Linked DNA regions of Mus musculus: region 2 is linked to region 1. Evidence: chromatin contacts called from public Hi-C data. All regions are on one chromosome and are shown on one strand. The core of a region is the stretch at or near the end of the contact, and the rest is flanking DNA. Distances in the headings are between cores, read along the strand shown.

The links. A called contact is a pair of places that touch in the nucleus more often than the background predicts.
Region 2: a Hi-C map of forebrain shows a contact between it and region 1, with 2.7 times the contacts expected there. The contact joins the promoter of 2900052N01Rik here to the enhancer-like site in region 1. A contact is called at or near these places in 11 of 484 Hi-C or Micro-C datasets (astrocytes, cerebral cortex, cortical glia and 6 more) and 5 of 115 datasets of contacts at active chromatin or transcription factors (astrocytes, embryonic stem cells and neural progenitor cells).

Annotation. Positions count from the first base shown.
Region 1 is chr9:46,736,597-46,739,868 of GRCm38.p6, reverse strand. No RefSeq gene overlaps it. Among named protein-coding and RNA genes, the nearest start is that of Gm31614, 92 kb to the left of the region's middle. Within about 2 kb of position 1,673, at least 15 of the 459 cell types and tissues checked have an H3K27ac peak or open chromatin away from gene starts, as enhancers often do. A contact at or near this core is called in cortical neurons and forebrain, where this site is marked.
Region 2 is chr9:46,912,176-46,915,460 of GRCm38.p6, reverse strand. It overlaps 2900052N01Rik (RIKEN cDNA 2900052N01 gene), which reads right to left and starts at 1,858. Exons shown (of 4, transcript NR_015605.1): 1 at 1,715-1,858.

The DNA.
Region 1 (3,272 bases), core at 424-2,923:
CTTGGCAGCTGTTTTTTTTCCCCCAGTTCTTCCCATTTCCTGCTCCAGCTTCATAAGAAGTCCTAACTTCTACCCATTCTCCTTCCCCTACAGTACTCTTTCCTTGAATGTTCTCCACTGTAGAGAAGCCCAGGCTTCCTTGGTGCCATTAAAGCTCTGTCCCTGCTCCATACCTTCTGGAATATGGCTCCATGCCAAGATTTGCACCATGGACCCAGTGGAATAGCTAATAGGCAAGCACCTAGAACCCTATACCTAGAACTCCATAAAATAGTCTATGGGCACCAAGGAGAATGTCCCTGTGGATTCCAGATGAATGCCAGTGTTGGCAAGGTGACAAGAACAAGCCCTTGAGGGCAAGGACAGACTATTTAGCCGAGGAGAACAGCAGAGGGGAGAGGGACAGGAAGCAGGAAGACGGGGTATTACTAAGGCCAAATACCATAGGGCTTTGCTAAGAGTCTAATTTGGAAGGTCGGAGGGAGAACAAATGAGTGGAAACCTGGGGAAGGGCTATTGAGAAAGGAGAGAGGAGGCGAGGGGATGGGAGAGGAGAGAGAGGGACGCAGGGAAGGAGCAGGAAGATTTTAGGCAAGGGCTGTGAAGAACCTTTCTGTGCACCGAACTCTGCTGTCTGAAAAACAGGAACCAAAAATACCTGCCCCAGCTGAATGTACCTATCCAGAAACCTGTGTCATGGCTGCATCTTGAGAGCCTCTGTGTGAAGATCACCCTATACCTCAAAGATGGCCGAAGTCCCTGTATGACAAAAACAAGGCAGAACTATGCCCCTACCACCGAGGCAACCAGAGTTGAGAGGAAGCCAGAAGGGGAGGGAGGGGAGGAGCCTGGAATCCAAGCAATGAGAGAAAGGTTTCAGCCACAAAGACTAGAAGTGGTAGGAAGCAGGAGCCTGGACCCAGGAGAGAGAGAGAGAGAGAGAGAGAGAGAGAGAGAGAGAGAGAGGCAGGTGATCAAGTGTAGGCTGGAAGAGGTGGTCAGAGGGTGCAGGTGGCTGGGGTTTTGTTCCACTCAGCTGACACTTATTGGATGCCCATTATATGCTGGGCTCTGTGCCAGGCAGTGGCACTGAGGATGAACCAAATCCCTGCACACCGTAGGGAGTGGGTGGGAGAGACTGACAGCATGGCGGGTGAGCCAGAACACATGCTTGTCCTGGGAGAGAAGGGGCCCGGGGTGCCCAGACTCCTGAGGCTCTGGGGAGACAGCAGACTTGCCTGCCAGACTCAGCCTCCTTGGCCTTCACTAAAACTTCTGCTTCTGAGACTGTAGAGATTTCTAGAGACTGTGGCCAGCACTGCAGCCTGGCCCACTTCCCTCTCCCTGCAAGTGTTTCAGTAGGTGCAGTCTATATAATATGCTATATATACTAAACAATTTTCTCTCTAGCACACACACATACAAGTCACTTGCATCCACGTAAGCACTCATGAATGCACATATACACATACATGCACATGTAGCCCCACACAGCTGAACTGCAGCAAGCCCAGAAACAGCAGACTCTGCCAAGGTCACCCAGGACAAAACCCAGAAAGGGGCTCTGAGCAGATTGGCTAGGCAGTGGGAAGGAAGGGAACCCACCCTTGGCACTTGTGCCTGGAACTCCAGAGCCTGCGGCTGCTCTCAGAAGGAAGAAAACCGCCACTCCTCCCCTACCTTCCCCCAAACCAATCCTGACATCCCGTAAACCAGAGTCAGCCCCAATGAAAGGGTGGTGCTGAATTCTGTTTACCAACCCAGCATCTAATTAAAATTAGCTGCTGCTTCATCTGGTTGGGTTTTTTGTTGTTGTTGTTGTTGTTGTCGTTCTAACTATTTTTAAGCCAGAGCCGCTAGATCGGTGCGGCCACTAGTAAGCTGTCAAATCAAATTTTCAAAAGCAAATTGCTTTTATAATTAATTTAATTATTATTACGGCTCCCAGTTTTGTGTTGCCTTAATGAACACAATCGGGTTTCACCCTCCGCTTCCCCCCCCACACACACACACAAGTACCCCTTCATTTCTACAGACCCACCTCACACCTCTCCCACCCAAGACAGACTCATAGAGAGGGAAGGAGGAAGGAGACAGGGCTTAGTCTCCTCCCTGTGCCCCTGTGTAGCCACCTCTTCTGGCATGCCCCAGCCTCACATAGAGTAATTAAGGCTTCCTCTTGGTGGGGTAATAAATGATCCCCCCATGTTTTAATTAACCCCCCCCCCGTCTACCCTGGCATCCTCACACCCCCACCCAAGTCTGTGAGTCTGTGTGGGTTGGGGAGGGACAGTCAGAAGAGAGACTGTGACAGCGGTCTGTCACCCAGGGTCTGGCATTCACTGGGGAACTGTCAGTTACTAAGGAAACTAGGAGGGAGAGAGGCAGGGAGAGAGGCGGTTAGATCCAATTTGGGGTGACAAGTGTGAGGAATGAAGATTTTGGCCTCTCCTCGTCTAATCACGAGTGGAAGTTTCCTGGACTGGGCAGTAGACAGGCACAGGAAAGCCAGTCCTGCAGAGACCACCCCTTTTCAGGAGCCCGGGCAAGACAAGGGACCCCATCAGAGGGCAGAGCAGCTCAGGATGCCCCTGACACACACCTCAGACTGCCGTGCACCCTTGCCTGTATGTTCCTGTGTGTTAGGTTCACCCCCATGCTGAGGGTTCTGGTTTGGGTGGCCATCCCTTCCTGTGATTCAGAGGTCCTCACTTCCGCATCCTTCTCTTCTCTGTCTTCAGTTTGCAATTCACCCCACCTCTCTTTTCCTTCCCCCCTTTTTAGGGAGGATCACTTTCATTCTATTTGTTTTCTCCTTCCAACCCCACTATGCTGTCTACCCAACACCAGCACACACAGTGGCTTCCCCAGACCTATCTCTCCCATGTCTTCCATCTGGGTAGGAAAGACATATTTTGATTCACATCTCAACCACCTTGTCCCCCAGTAGCCACCTCTCCTGCCTTCCTCTCCTTCCCCTCTCTATACTCTTTCTTCTCTGCTTTCCTACTCTCCCTCCTAACCCTTCTTTCTCTTCTCTCTGCTTCCCTTCTCCTGTCTCTGCAAGCTGTAGTTCAGATTCCCAAAAACAACAGAAGCACCACGCCCTATTATGACTCCCAACCAGGCTGGTGAAACTCTCCTAATCTCAGAGGGAGGCTGCCCATGAATGAAGAAATGAGGCACCAGTGGGAGAAGGGAGAATGGGATGGGGGTGAGGCTGGTAGACAGTCCAGGCTGGGGAGTGGCAGAGCTTGGGAAGATGGCCTCCC
Region 2 (3,285 bases), core at 609-3,108, 180 kb before region 1:
GCCCTGCCTCTGCTAGACCAGCAAAGCCAAATGTTTATCATGGGATGAATGCACTTACTATAAATTTTGACATATGCTGTGGAAAGATGTTAGATAAATAAGACTTCAGAGGCATAGGTTGTTTAAATAATGAATACCTGCTGCTTTAGGTGATGAAGGTGGAGGGGTGGTGAGGGAGACAAGAAGCTAAGGACCCTGAAACAGTGCTCTGAGCTTGGGAACAGACTCAGCTGTCAGAAGAGTAGTAGAGGAAGGCGGTATTAGTATCAGGAGGAAGGCTCACGGCAAAGAGAGAAAGTAGGCTGGTGCCATATCTCATCCATGACTCTCTGAAGAAACACCTGCACCCCCCCCCGCACCCGCACCCCCCCCCCACCCCCTTTCCTCCTCTCTCTCCCAGCTGCAGTCCCCTGGGAAGCAGTGACATGCTTTCCAAAATGCAATTCAAGGAAAGAAATAACAGAAGAAAATCTCTCTCTCTCTCTCTCTCTCTCTCTCTCTCTCTCTCTCTCTCTCTCTCTCACACACACACACACACACACACACACACATACACACACAGAAGCATGCATACATACATTCACATAGTGGTTCTAAAGCTGTCTGGACAGAGCTTGAGTTTATTGTGCTGGTCTTATTTCTTCTCTGGGAGAGAGGTGACTCCATGGGGGACTGACCTCATACCTTGACTTCCAGGGATGGTCAAGAAGTGAGGAGAAAATCTTCCATCCAGCCCTGGAGTTCAAGCCCAGGCAGGCTCTGAGGTATTAAGGTGGGACAAGGATTGCTTGTAGTCCCACCCATTCCTTGCAGGAATCAACCAGGCAGGGCAGGCCAGGCTCACTCATGGATTAGCCAATCTCTCTACCCTATCTTTGGGGCTCAGATCTCACAGACTGCCATTTCTCCCAGTTCCCCGGATTCATCTGATCAAGTAAACAGGTGCCCCTTTATTCTCCGTGTACAGGCTCTGTGAGCAGGCCTACATAGATATGACAGAAGCAGGGGACTTCCCAGTACCTACACAGCCTGGGAGCCTGTGCAGACCACACTTGCTTCAGACCCAGGGCCCAGGCTGGGATTGCTGCTCATCAAAGCTCTCCTCCACAAACTTGGAGCTCAAGGACCCACCAGTCAGGCCAGGTCAGGCCAGGCTATACTTAAGCCCGAAACAAATAGGCCAAGGGGAATTTCTGTGCCTACAAGTATCTCATAAGCTCAGCAGAAGCTTCTTTTACCCCTAAGCCTTTCAAGGACCCGGGCTTCACAATTCATCCCAAGGGAGAAGCGACGGTTGGAACTGTTGTATGCTTGGGCCTGGAAATGACGCTATAAGTGATCACAGCTCACTGCTCCGACCTGGTCATGGGACTTCACCCTAGAGTAAGGGGTCAATGTGAACCTTTGCTCCCTCCCTTTCACATGCCTGCACAGCATGGAGGGACCCAAAGGGCATCAGATCCAGACAGTGTGGAGAAACTGAGACCAGCAGAAGGTTTGTTCCCAGCCTGGTTGCAGGAAACAATCCCTCCCCCACCCACCCCACCCCACCCCACCCCTCCCCTCCCCCATGCCCAAGCTCTTGTGGAGCACAGTACCAAGCCTCAGACCCTCTTCCCTCAGCAGTTTCTTTCTGCCTAGTGACCTCATTGTCACTATCTCTTGCCTCTCATCTGAGAGGCATCCAAATGTCACCTCTTCTTTAGCTCCTCACCTCCATGGAGCCTCCTTCCTTTTGTCTCCCTCCCTGGCTGGCTCCTTGACCGGGAAGGGCTCTTTCTTTCTCCTCCTCTGACCTTTTCTGCTTCTCCATAGGACAAAGCTTCAGCCTGGCATGCTCCTGAAGAGAACTGGCTCTAGAAGTTCCTGTAATTGCTGTGTCCTTATTACTAGACTGTGAGGCCCCTGCTGGCCAGGACGGTCCTCCCCAGCACCCCAGCACCACTCACTTGCTGCAGATGGGCTGCTAACGAGGTGACCAATTAACAAGTGCTAAAGAACCCCCCAAAGGGTGCTTTCCACCCTGGCCTGGTTCCCAGGCCCCTTTGTTCCTCCTTGAGAATCTGTCCTCTGTGACAAGGCCACAATGCAGAGTGTTCCCAAGCCTGACCCTGTGAGAAACTGACCTACGTAAGCCCCAGTCACAAGATCCCAATTCCTCTGCATCAGGGGCCCTGGGAGCCAAAGGGATTCCTGCATCTCAAGGGTACTGACAACACCTCCCCATGCTGCTGGCTGTGTACCATGTGTTATGTAATCCCCAGGAAAACTTTCATTTGAACCTTTTTTTTTTTTAACAACTTTGGCTGAAAAAATTCAGGTGTGTCCCGTGCTGCAAGGCACAGGCATTTTTGATCTTAACACCCCTCACCCCTACCTTAAGGTCTCAAGAGACCAGTACCCCAGGCTCTGGAGCACCCTCTTGGGAAGTGTTCAAACTCCTTCCGTTCTGGTGCCTCTAATCTGATCCAGTTGGCCGTGCTGGGGAAGATGGGAACCCTGAGCCTCACAAGAACCTCATCCCAATTTCTCACCTCTCTCTCTCCCCCCCCTCTCTCTCTCTGTCCCTGTCTCTCTCTCTCTCTGTCCCTGTCTCTCTGTCTCTCTGTCTCTCTGCCTCTCTCTCTCTCTTACACCCCTATATCCCTCCCCCATCCCTCTCCCTCTCCTTTCCCTTCCCCCTCTTTTCCTTCCCCTCCCCCTCCCTCTTCACCCCCTCCCTCCACATATACACAGTTATACAAGGCTAGGCCAGAAACTTCAATAAAGCACACCTGTGTGGCCTCTTCTAGGAGTGGGGTTTGGAGAGCAGGATGGTGCTTCCCACACTGTGTCTGAGTAACTCAAGCTGTCTGTGCAGATGTCTCACCTTTAGGTACAGCTCGAGCCAGGAGTTCAGAAGGAATTCTTAAGAAAGCGCCTCCTCCTTCGTCACTCCTTTTATAAACTGTGGTATAATGTAATCAGTGAAATGAAAAGCTCTTCAGTATGCAGTGTAATGAACTCCACATGAACCTATCACCACCAGATGTACAGTCTACAGCCCTTAAGACACCCTCTGGAGCTGAGCGAGGTGGCACACACCTTTAATCCCAGCAGTCTGAGGCAGGTGGATCTCTTTGTTGGAAGTCAGCCTGGTCTACTTTCAGGACACTCAGGGATTATACAGAGAAACCTCGTCTCAAAAAAAGAAAAAAAATCAAAACAAACAAAAGAACACCACTGCAAGCAAATATCCTCCAACTCCCCTGTAGATAATAAACCACTGTGCTGACCTCCGTCACC